Linked DNA regions of Rattus norvegicus: region 1 is linked to region 2. The links are chromatin contacts, called in public Hi-C maps. All regions are on one chromosome and are shown on one strand. Each heading gives the region's core, a stretch centred on a gene start, on an enhancer-like site or on the middle of the called end of the contact. The rest is flanking DNA. Distances are from core to core; before and after follow the strand shown. Region 1 holds the start of Fam43a (family with sequence similarity 43, member A). Region 2 holds the start of Xxylt1 (xyloside xylosyltransferase 1).

Evidence for each region. Hi-C and Micro-C count contacts between places; a contact is called where the count stands out from the background.
Region 1: a Hi-C map of liver shows a contact between it and region 2, with 4 times the contacts expected there. The contact joins the promoter of Fam43a here to the promoter of Xxylt1 in region 2. A contact is called at or near these places in 12 of 12 Hi-C or Micro-C datasets (the A7r5 cell line, the Rat2 cell line, Schwann cells and 7 more) and 1 of 1 datasets of contacts at active chromatin or transcription factors (oligodendrocytes).

Annotation. Positions count from the first base shown.
Region 1 is chr11:83,633,548-83,639,846 of GRCr8, reverse strand. Fam43a (family with sequence similarity 43, member A) reads left to right here and starts at 3,534. Exons shown (of 1, transcript NM_001039002.2): 1 at 3,534-6,299. The coding sequence starts at 4,438. The coding sequence ends at 5,730.
Region 2 is chr11:83,159,716-83,165,685 of GRCr8, reverse strand. Xxylt1 (xyloside xylosyltransferase 1) reads right to left here and starts at 2,254. Exons shown (of 4, transcript XM_344027.10): 1 at 1,651-2,254. The coding sequence starts at 2,151.

The DNA of each region.
Region 1 (6,299 bases), core at 2,285-4,784, 470 kb before region 2:
CAAGAAAACCAGTCTATCAAGTCTACAGTTTAGGAAGTCTAAAATCTAAATGACAGAGCACTGGCTGGGCTGCGTGGTATCTCGGCAGATGGTGTATATGGGAGCCCACACACGACAGAGAAATCACGTGCTGAGACACAAGGCTGGAAAAGGATCAAGAGAAAGCTCAAGGCCAGCCTTGAGCTTTCGTAGCAATACTGTTTGGTGGAAATTAGCTGGAGTCCCACACCAACCGTGGGAACCCCCTCTGAGGGCCTCGAGGCTTCTCACTGATGCTAGTGCAGGTGCTGGCAAAGCTGAGGAGGTTGAAGACAGGAGTCAAGGGCAGAGGGGCTAGGATAGTAAGATGCTAGTTAAGTCACGGAGCAGACGAAGAGGCTTGAAAATCCCTGAGTCCATTTAGCTTGTCACAAAACCTAAAGGCCTTTACACTAGCTGTGGCTTTTGTTTAGGACAACACTGCCTGCATGGGTGATCCTACAGCCGCATTAAAGAAGGAGGGGAACAGGAGGAACTAATTTCAATGCAATGCCTTCCATCTACCTCCCTGTGGCCTAAATATTGTTATTCAGCATGAAATTTACATAAAATTATTACAACCCCTTTGTCTTATCAAGTCATCCAAAGCAAGCTTCTGGTATACCTCAACGTGAGCCAGCCATCTCCTGGGTGCTCCAGAGCCACGCACGCCAACTTTACTGGCTGGTGCAAGCATCTCTTTGAGTGCCAGCTCCCTCGGATGCTCAGTGTTCAAGGCTATCCCGGAGAAACACCTTCCGGCTTTGAAAGCGCCGCTTTCACTCCTAATACTGCCTCCTGTTCACCAGGGACTTCACACTATGGGGCATTTTATTCCTTGGGTATGACTCCTAAGAAAGCAAACACCCCCAGCCACAATGCTCGGTCTCCAGCAACGTCATCCCCACAGCAGACTCTCAACAAATGTTTTCCAAAGGACTAGAAAGTTCCAGACTCACCACTGTCACCTTGAAGTCCATGTCCAGTTAGTGGGACATCAGGGGAGGAGGAGCACTATGCAAAACACACAGTGACAGAAAGCCAGTCCAAAAGCCCTCGAGGAGGCTGGTTCTCAGGCGCCAAATGAGAGGCTGGCATTCGGGCCGGCGGTGTTTCTTTTCAGCTGTGACTTGTACTGATCACTGGCTTGTCCAGTTTTTTGAGAAACAACCTCACCAAGTGGCACTTTCGTCTGCCACCAGTAGATGGAGTAGTGTCATCAAAAGTACAGCCACAGCGTCTAACCAGTTTCTCAATGGTCTCTGCTGAGACGTTCTCTCTCTGAACTGCCCGTCGCCAGCTCCTCCTTCCCACGAGGAACTGCGACCTCAGAGTTCGGCAAGGGTGGCCAGGTTCTCCAGAAGGCAAGGTAGATAGACCCCAAGGTCCAGGCCTGGAAGAGATAGCAAGTTTTCCTTCCTGGGTTTAGAGCACAAGCCCAGGACATGACTCACATATGGGGTGTTCCCATTCACCTAGAACCTTTCAGTTCTTCCAAGACTGAAACAAGCTCATTAAACAGGTAGTTAGGCGTGACACAGCCTGTACATCTGAGACTCGTATTCCCGCTGCCACCGAAGAGCTGTGGTTGATGGCTTCTTCATCGCTGTTTCTCTCTGGTTTCTCTGTCACTGGGTGTAGTCCATGATCATGCCTCCAGTGGAGGTGAGACCAGCTTTCATCCTCTTCTTGCTCCCCAAAGCCCTTTGGAGCCCTCAGACATCCTGGCCACTTAGATATGTTAACTTCTTGAATATGGGATCTACTTAGAACTTAGAGTTTGAGATTATGGAGTGGGAAAGGATGACTCAGCCGAGGCTGAGCTGGTAGGCTTCCCCCAGAATATTTTGTCCTTTAGATGGCAAGTTGTCATTATTGGCATTGCACCATAATTTATATTGTGTGCACACACTAATAAGCACAACATTGCAGTCCCTTTGGCAGAAAAGAAACATCAGTGTTAGCATGATGGATTACTGTAATTCTGGTTTGTTCCATCATGGTGCCTGGTACCCCCCTGCCCCCAACTAACCCAACCACACAGCTGGCAAGTAGGCCACTAGGACCCTAGTTTACAGCCAGTCAGGAAAAGACCACTCCTTCCTTCAGAGAGTGAGAGGGATTTAAATCCATTATAGGACACTTTTTTGATGGGGAAATATTTCTTATTTTTTGTCACTTACTCTGTCCCATCTTAGACAAGTGTCTATATATATTTTTTTAAAGGTTTATTTATTTTATTTATACAAGTACACTGTCCCTCTCTTCCGACACACCAGAAGAAGGCACTGGGTCCCATTATAGATGGCTCTTAACCACTGAGCCATCTCTCCAGCCCAGGAGTCTACATTTTAACCCTGGAATTTCATCATCTTCTACTCTCATAAACCCTCCAATCCTCCTCCTGTTGGGAGAAGTCATCTGTCAAACATCACCCGCTCCCTGAATCCTTTTTAATTTTCTTAGTCACAGTGAACTCTCTTCTCTCTTCTCCCAGATTCTCATAGGACTTTGAGGTTTTGTTTTTTATTTACTTTTTAAATTTTATTTCGTTTTATTTTTGGCTGAAGTTAACCCAGCCAAAAAAAAAATATTTCTGTTCACTCAAATGTCTCATCTATCAACTAGAAGTCATTTTGCTTTTACTGATTGGCCCCTGAGTGTCAAGAAGGTAGGCCTACATACAGCAGCACAGCCTTACCTAGAAACTTCTCATGTCTCAAAAAAGCGTCTTACTCTGAGGGTCTGTGGCAGGAGAGGGTGTTATTGGGACGGGGTGGAAACTGGAAGCAAGTAACTTAGGGATCATTCACTACTGTGTTCAATACTGTTCAAGGCAGTCATCTAAACCACGAGCTTTTCGCTACCTGCTGTTCACCGGCGGAGAAATGGCACCAAGAGAGTTAACAGATAAGTCTTTGACTCTCCTATATTTTCTTTTCTTTTCTCGTCTTTTCTTTTCTTTTCTTCTCTTTTCCTTTCTTTTCTTTCTTCCTTCCTTCCTTTCTTTTCTTTCTTTTGTATTTTGTTTAATAGATGATTATTGAAGAATAATAGTAAACAAACCTGCAAATTCTCTTGAAGTTGTCACAGAAGGAACAGAACTACAACAACGACGACGATGACGACAACAAAAATACAATTTCTCCCAGTCTTCAATCTCAACTTCCACCCCTCCTCCAGTAGTTTCGATCTAGACATACACACTTATTCAGCCAGTTGCAATTTAGCCTAGGGCGGAGTGTCCAAGTTTAAGTTCCTCTTGCTATCGGGTAACTCCGGGTCTTTTTGGTTTCTATAGCTAAAGGGGATGCTGGTAAATCTGGGACGTGGTTGCCTAAGTGGACTAGTCCTCCCCTCATTTGACCAGTGCCTGCAACCTGGTCCCTTTAAGAGACCAGAATTGCGTCCGGCGTCGCAGCCCTAAAGGGATCCTCTCCTGTGCTCCTCCCCTGTCCGCGCGGTGAATGGTTCGCGCCGGCCTATATTAACCCGAGATCTTCCTCTCGGACAGCAATGATGTGAGGCGAGCGAGTCGGCTACCGCGCGCACGACCACAGAGGGCGCGCTGCAGATCGCGGAGAACCCCGAAGCGGAGCCGGACACCCCCGGAGGGAAGCAATGAGGTAGCGGCAGTCCCCGGAGCGGACGATGTGCGCGTCCTGCCCTCGGAACCCCGCGCTACCCTGGCCGAGCCGGCGGAGCGCGAGTCTCCGGCGTCCCCTCGGATCGAGGATGCAGTGAGCTGCGGGACTGCTGTGCTTGGCCCGCCGCGGCCAGCCAGACCTCTCGGACCGCACTTGGGGCAAGCTGCTCATTCCCGGACCAGCCCAGCCAAGGGGCTCGCCCTCTCCGGCACCCACTGGGGGTGGGGAGCACCGGCCCCTGGGCGCACTGCTGTAGTTTCCGCGGCTCCTGGCCCTGGCCCAAGACTTGTGTGTGTGTCACGTTCGCTGAAGAAGAGTTCCAGCTTATTCTCTCACCATCCCGGTTGTTTTGGCCGAGCCCTCCCCCTCTATTTATTTGCACGCACTCATTTGGTCTTTTTCTAACATATTTTCCGTTCTGCTCTCTTATTTCGTTGCTTGTATGAGACTTTTGTCCTAGTCTTCCTCATCTAAGCTTCTGTAATATTTTCTCTCACTCCCCCTCCCCTTGTGTGTATACGCCTCTCTTTTGCACACTCGAAGCTGAATATTTTTTTTTCTTTCTTTCTAAGATTGTACCCCAGCCCCTGCGGGGTTCCCAAGCACTATCTGGCCTCTCCTGCCTCCATCTTCCTGTCCTGGAGGTCCTCCCAGCTCGAGTTTTATTTTTCGAGCTTGCCCGGGCAAAGCGACGCCTGGGTTGGTGGCCCTGCGGGGCTCGTACCCCGCGCTCGGCCACCGCCGCCCAGCCACTCCCGGACGTCCTCCGGAGATGCTGCCGTGGAAGAAGCACAAGTTCGAGCTGCTGGCCGAGGCGCCGCCGCGGCAGGCGTCCAAGCCTAAGGGCTACGCTGTGAGCCTGCACTACTCCGCGCTCAGCTCCCTGGCGAGAGCCTGCCCGGAAGGCGCGCTCAGCCGGGTGGGCAGCATGTTCCGCTCCAAGCGCAAGAAGCTGCACATCACCAGCGAGGACCCCACTTACACTGTGCTCTACCTGGGGAATGCCACCACCATCCAGGCTCGCGGGGACGGTTGTACTGACCTAGCGGTGGGCAAGATCTGGAGCAAGAGTGAGGCCGGCCGTCAAGGGACTAAGATGAAGCTGACCGTGAGTGCGCAAGGCATCCGCATGGTGCATGCCGAGGAACGAGCGCTGCGACGTCCCGGACACCTCTACCTGCTGCACCGCGTCACCTACTGTGTGGCAGACGCGCGGTTGCCCAAAGTCTTCGCCTGGGTGTACCGGCATGAGCTGAAGCACAAGGCGGTAATGCTACGCTGCCACGCGGTGCTGGTGTCCAAGCCGGAGAAGGCTCAGGCCATGGCCCTGCTGCTCTACCAGACGTCAGCCAACGCTCTGGCAGAGTTTAAACGTCTCAAGCGGCGGGATGATGCACGTCACCAGCAGCAGGAGTTGGTGGGCGCACACACCATCCCCTTAGTGCCGCTGCGCAAGCTGCTCTTGCACGGACCTTGCTGCTACAAGCCGCCAGTGGAGCGTAGCCGCAGCGCTCCCAAGCTGGGCTCCATCACCGAGGACCTGCTTGGGGAACAGCAGGAGGAGGAGCTGCAGGAAGAAGAAGAAGAGGAGCACCTCGAGGGCTGCCTGGAGGAGGAGGAGGAGGAGGAGGAAGAAGAAGAGGACCGCGTGGGGGATGGGGATCCAGCAGAGGAAGAGGCTGAGACGCAGAGGGCGCTGGTGGTGGCCATGCAGTTGGAATGTGAGGACTTGCTGGACCCGCTGGAAAATGGCCACGAGGAGGCGTTGGGGGACGGTGGGGTCTCTCTGGGCCCCAGCTCCGGGACACCACTTCCTCTGTCAGGCTGTGCTTCAGACATGAAGGCCCAACTGTCACAGCTTATTAGTGACCTGGGTGACCTTAGCTTTGGCAATGACGTGAGCACCCTGGAGTCCGACTTAAGGGTGACACGCCTGTTGTCGGGCGAGAGCACAGGCAGCGAGAGCTCCATCGAGGGTGGAGGCCTGGACGCCACCTCGGCCAGCCCTGGCAACCCATCCGGCCCTGCTGACAGCACCAGCCTAGATGAGCCCTACTCAAGCTAAGCTACCAGAAGACTTCTCCGTGCGCTCACTCCCCCCAGCCCTCCACATACACACAGTGGTTCCCCAACAGTAGTTCTATTCCCCTTAAACTCCAGGAAAGGGAAAATGATGCACTTGAGGCCCTGGGTTTGGAGTTTCCTGGAGAGCTATTCTCTCTCCAGTTACCCCAGCGCTTTTGGCTCTGAGGTGGCTCAGGTTGTGAGCCGGGAGATGGGGGGCGGGGAAGAAGCACTACAAAGGAAAGAGATAGGCTTTCCAGGGTGGGTGAGGGAAAGCGGGCTGAAGCTGGAAAAGGCCAAGGGCGGGCTGGAGGTGCCCAGCAGCCGGTTTCCTGTTTGTGAGGCAGCTGGGGCTTGGGAAGGAGGGGTTAACTTCCTCTCCAGACCCCCTGACTGGAAGGCCTCTCTCTGTCTTCAATATCTCATTAACAAAGTCACTTTCATAATGTTGAGGCTTTAATGCCGCTTACCTGCCCCCAGTTCTTTTGGATATGAGAGCTTGGGCTGTTTACCTCAGACTCAAACTCTTGAAAGTATGCCAAATTTCTCAGATAACTCTTTTATGGGGGG
Region 2 (5,970 bases), core at 1,005-3,504:
TGTGCATACCTGATGAAGGGCAGGAATCTGGAAATGCAGAGCAGGCCCCAGCTGCTCTCCCTGCTGCAGCAGAGCATGCTGGTCTTCAAGGTGACCTGGTGAAACCCAAGACCTGCCTAGACTGGCCCTATGTCTTCTCCCTGGAATAGTAAGGTTTCTCCAATGTTAGAATGCTGGGATCAAACAGGGACAGGCTGAGTTACCTCTGGAGACTGCAGATAAGCAAAGCAGGATAGGCTCTGGAACAAACCCCTGGTGAAAGACACTTCTAGATCCTACAGGGTGAAATTCCAGTCCAGGTACCCTTTCCTGACCATAGCGGTTGTCCTATCTTCAGTGCTATGAGGGGAGCAGGAATGGAAAGGTCCTTCAGGCTACGGTGGGTCAGGCTTGGAAGGTTCCCGAACATAAGGACGTACTCGATATAGTCTGGGAGCCAGGTGTGGTGGCGCACAAAGAGTGGAGCACTCAGGAGCGCTGGCACAAGTTCGAAGCCAGCCTGAGCTACACAATGAGTTCCCAGGTTAGTTTAGACTACAGAGTGAGATCCTTTTAAAATAATAATAATAGTCAATCCAATCAGGGCTATGCATACCTGTGATCCAACACTCGGAGACAAAGGCAGAAAAAGACTGGTCAAGGCCAGTGTGGTCTGGATAGCAAGCCCAAAAAACAAAAGAAACTGAGGGCATAGCCATGAGTCCAGGAAGGAGAGTCAAGGAAGAGCTCTACCAAGCAACAGGGACATCACTCTAGTCAACACAAAACTGCCTTGGACCCCTGAACACAGCATGGTCCCTGGCACCAAGCTAGGTACAGGGACAAGGAATTCTGCTCTTGATTCAATATCTTCCACCAACATCAGATTCCATCCTTAAAGACCATCGGCCCCTCTTTCCCAATAATCAGACTCTGAACCCCCTCCGGACAACCAATGCATCAAAATAGATAGGGCAAGCAAGTTGATGAGAGTAACAAGCTCGTAGGTCAAGAACCCAATCCTGGACAAACAGAGGCAGGTGATAAATCAGAGGCCAGAAGAGGTGGGAGCTGCTGGGAAGTCAGGCTGGTGGGTTCAAATCTGTATCCCTTGGAGCTTTTCCTCTGGAGGAGGAACTTGTGGCTTATCTAACTGGTTCACGTTCTTAAGGGCAAGAGGGAAAAGGACACAGAGAGGACATGAGATCCTCCCCCCCCCCCGCCCCCAGAATACTACTGAGGAATTCCAGTTTAACCCTGATACTTCTAGAGGCCTCCCCAAGATCCTGACTAGAAGACAGCTCAGAGTGATGACTATTGTGTGCCTTCAAAAGGGACAATTCCATTCTCAGAAGTCAAAGAATATGAGGAGTGTAGACTGTAAAGGCACTTCTTATGAATGAACTCTGGGAAACTAGCAAAATAGGGCGGGCTGATCTTTCAGGAAACGGTGCCGGATGAAGCGGGAGAGGGACTAGTTAACGCTGCCGATCCATCCCAGTTAGTCTGACTCTAGGACACGCCCCCAGACCAGATCTCCAGGACGCTGGACAAGCATGTGCAGGACAGGGTAGAGGATATTAGACAGGCTACAGGCACAGGAATCGAACACCGCTCACTGGAGCTACCAGTGACAGCTCAGAGAACAGACGTGGGCCATCCACCTCTCACCTTGCACTTGAAACCGGCGGCGGGCGGCAGGAGCTCCCGCAGCAGGGCCTTGGCCACCTCGCGGCTGGCCTCTTCGCTCACGAAGTGGAGGTTAAGCACCTCGTGCGGCTCGAACTTGGCGAGGCGCAGCAGGGAGCGCAGCGCCACTCGAGCCTTGGCCTGCAGCGCCGCGTTGTGCTCCGCCTTGGTGAACATCATGAGCAGGTGGTAGTCCACCGGGACCGCCAAGCCGCCCTCCAGGTTCTTGGCCTTGGCACCGGAGGCCGGCGCCGCGGAGCCCCGGGCCAGCTCGGGCACGGGCGGCGTGGGCGCGGCGGCCCCGGCGCGGGCCTCCTTCAGCCTCTTGGTGGCGCTGGAGAAGGTCTCCCGGCCCGAGCCCAGGTAGTAGAAGGCGCACACTGCCAGCGCCGCGGCCAGCAGCAGTGCGCAGTAGTGCGAGCGCACCGCGCCCAGGCGCGCCATGGCCCGAGCGCACGCGGCCCCGCCTCGGAGGAGGTCCATGCGCCGGAGCCGGCGGCCCAGCAGCCGGGCCCACTCAAAGCAGCACTCCAGGGCCCGGAGCCCGGCAGCGGGCGGCGGCCATAGCGGGGGCGGGACCGCGCTGCCGGGAGCCAATCGTGACCGTGGACACCTAAAGGGCGGGGCCATCGCAGCCGCTAGGTCCTAGGTTCCGACGGGTTAGACGCCAGCTCTCCTTTGCAGATTTTGGCTGCCAGACTTGAGAGGCTGACACCAGACCCTAGACTGGGTCGGCCTGCTAGAGGGGGAATCTTGGTCTTGAAATAACAAACGCTTCAATATAAGACTTATGTAGATAAAGCTACCTTTTCTGTCTCCACATTTGTCTTCTCTCTCTCCTCCCTCTTCCTCTCCTTCTCCCTGACCTTCTCCCTCCCTCTCCACTAGTTAGGAAACTACCTAGAGTTGAAACATTTAAACCAGAAGGTCCTTCTTGTTTCACACATAGGTTTATTAACACCCCAAATGAAAATGGCTTTCCCCATCTCCCTTCACACCTCTGGGATAACCCGGAGAATATCCATGGCCAGCAGGGGGACTTTACTGTCCAAAACTGTAGTCCCTGCAGAGAGCTCCCAAGAAACACCAAAATTGTTTAATTGGCTTGCAAGACTTGAGGGAAAACATGAGATGTCCCAGAAAGTTTTGAAAAATCTTAACTGGGGCATACTGAAGTGACTTAACAAAGCACTAGCCTGCAGCCATTTAACCATCATCAGTCAACAATGCCAGGCAGACAAAAATTCATTAACTTCAGGTTTTTAAGACTTGGCGATATAACAAAAGTTCTGAAGGAAATTGGTCTGCATGCTTCAAAGCGGTGGAGGTAAGAATGCTCAAATGTTCCCGAGTATACAACGGGCTAGCCTTGCCCCCGAGGATGGCATTCACCTGCCCCAGCATCACGTGCTTCCAACTCTGTCCTTTTCCACGGGAACAACAAATCTGAAAAGCAGCCAACCTCTGAAACAGGCCCGGCGGGTTCAACACATACTACTCACCACCGGCAGGGGGACCCCAAGAGGGCAGAATGATCACAGTTGGTAAAGTCATCTGATCCTTACAATTCCATGATATGCAGATATTTGCAACAGGCCAAAGCATGTGATTTCCAAAGCACAACTCATATTCAGTGAGTAATTCAAGTTCTGAGTTGTATTTTCCATGGACACATGGGACAGGAAGTCCAGGCCAGCTCTACCGCTGCCAACTATTACACACCCAGTGGTTACGTGCTTACTCTGAGAACAATTATGCCCAGATGTAAAAGAAAGGCAACATCACCATCGCAGATAGGAAAGACAATAAGGTGCCTGACATTGAATAACTTAAATCCAGGAGACATTAAACTTACCAAAATAAGTGTAAATATCCAATAGCTATAAAAAAAAATTAGTAACCGCAACTTTTCTGAGGTGTTTATAAATACTACCCCAAATCTCTAAATAATTCTGCAACTTGTACCTTTTAGTCCCCACCCATAACATCGATCAAGTGATCTGTCTCTGTTTCTCTCTCTCTCTCTCTCATTATTCAACAATTTTTCAACTAATGACTTATTTTCAGACATTTAGCCCTTTAATTCATGCCAAAGAAATAAAGCAACTTAAACCAAGGTCAAGAAAATACTCAAATAATTCTCAAAATAATCTGCCTGATGCCTGATATAAAGAATAAACCTCGACCAAACCAGCATTTTTATTTCCAGAATTTAACCCTAAGTTGTAGCTTACCTTGCCTTATTCGCTGCCCGTGGGGAAATTTAATGTTGTGGCTTAAGTATACCACTACGGAAACTGCAGCGGTGGGTTCGTGGCAGCCCCTGAGTACTAAGCTGACCAGGAGCACCTACTGATCCCAAGCACAAGGATACCCAGGACATAGTGAAGAAAGAGAGGCCCTGCTCTTGTCTGGCATGTATTCTCACGGGGAAATCAGCAAGTGAAAACTCAGGTGCGGGTAGGTGACCTTTTCTCAGCTTAAAATCCACATACTTGGGTGTATCACAATATGGCTATGTAGACAAAATCCTGATGTGTACCATTTAGGAATAAGTTTAACTTTGGCCAAAGTATATCATTCCTGACCAGGTATCAGGTTTTTTTCCTGTGGCATGCTTTCCGTATCTACTTCAGACCATGGCTCATGACCTCTAAACTCCTTCCCATATAGTGTGGGGGCTTGAACCATCCCTAGTGATTCTATGACATCCGCCTATATACCACCTAGTCCGTGTTTCCTTGTTGAATAGACTCCAAGAGAACGGTGGATATTTTCTATTTTTTTTTTCATCAAAAATATTTCCAATACTGAACACAGCATCTGATCCACTGAGAAAGCTTCAGAATTCTTACCTATCAAACCAGCATTTCACGTCTAAGAATTTATCCTTGTCCTGAAGAAATAACAATATACCAAAATACTTAGCCCTAACAGATAAAAACGTGGGAGCCTGAGATCACAGCAACTTGGCAAGCTGAAGCAGCACCGTGCTCAGCTCAGAGCGAGCTGGCAGCTTAAGCTACCTATGGCCTGTGTGACTAAGGTCCTGGCTCCTGAAGCTCCATCTCTTGGAGCTCGACCTCTGAGAGCAAAAAGATTGCTATGAAGTAATCACCAGTGAGCTGCTTAAGCAAGCACAGTGCCATCCTTAAAGTGATGATATTCAGAGGCGGGCAGATCTCTGATTTCAAGGCCGGGCTGGTCTGTACAACAAGTTCCAGGCCTGCCAAGGCTAGCGTAAGACCATGTCTCAAAAACAAGAAGACCTGGCTGTTCAGCAACTGCACACAGACAATTGTTTAATGTAGAGAAAACCTATACATTTAAGAGACACATTAGCCAACTGCAGTGTGTGTACATTTGTGGACTGACTTGGGAAAACCGTATTTGAAACAAGTGAAAAAAAATCTGATAATTTTCAGCAGTTTAAGGTGCTGAATCATTACACGCGATCCTTTCAAAGATTCACACTAAATGATCTGGAATTTGGTCCCAAGGGCCTTGGCTTGGTGGGTATGGGGTCCAAGGAAAGAAAAATGTTGCCATGAGCCTGTGACTATGAAAATTACTTTGGTACATCTGAAAATTCTCACGTTTTACAACTATTCCCCCCATCTAAGGAAAAGAAGGTCACAGAGCAACAGTCTGCTATTTTCAGTGCATCCAGACCCAAGGCTCTAGAAGGCCTTCCATACCAAGGCAAGGCAAGCTTCCTACCGGGCATTGGTCAAAAAGAACTTAATCTGTAATCCACCCTCCCTAGAACAAGTCACTAAGTACATGTGGCTACTGAGCTCTCACAGTGTGGATTATGCCTAAAACCTGAACTCACCACTGCCTAGTGTTGATTTTGGACTTGTGCAGACTGGGCAAAAAGCTCAGACTGCCACAAGGCATAAAGAGGATCCACAGGTGGCATCAGAACCCAAGTCAACGTCTGGCACTTTGGCACATACTTATAAACCTGGAATGGCCACTAGGGAGGCAGAGGTAGGATCCTTCGGGCTCACTGGTCATCTGGCCGAACTGACAAGTGCCAAGCCATGGAGAGACCTTTCCTCAAATCAACAGTATAAACTGCCTGAGGAGCGATGCGGAAGGAAGCACACGCACATGTTCACCTGCATGTGAGCATACATGCACCCACAAACACATAAGCATGCACACACGTGCACGTGAAATAAACAAGCAACTCTGTAGCTAGTGGGTTTGATTTTAGACGGCACAGGTAAGTGACAGAATTACAGATGACTTTCTTGATACTCGAGTCTTGTTTTCTGGGTGAGGTTTCTGAGTGCT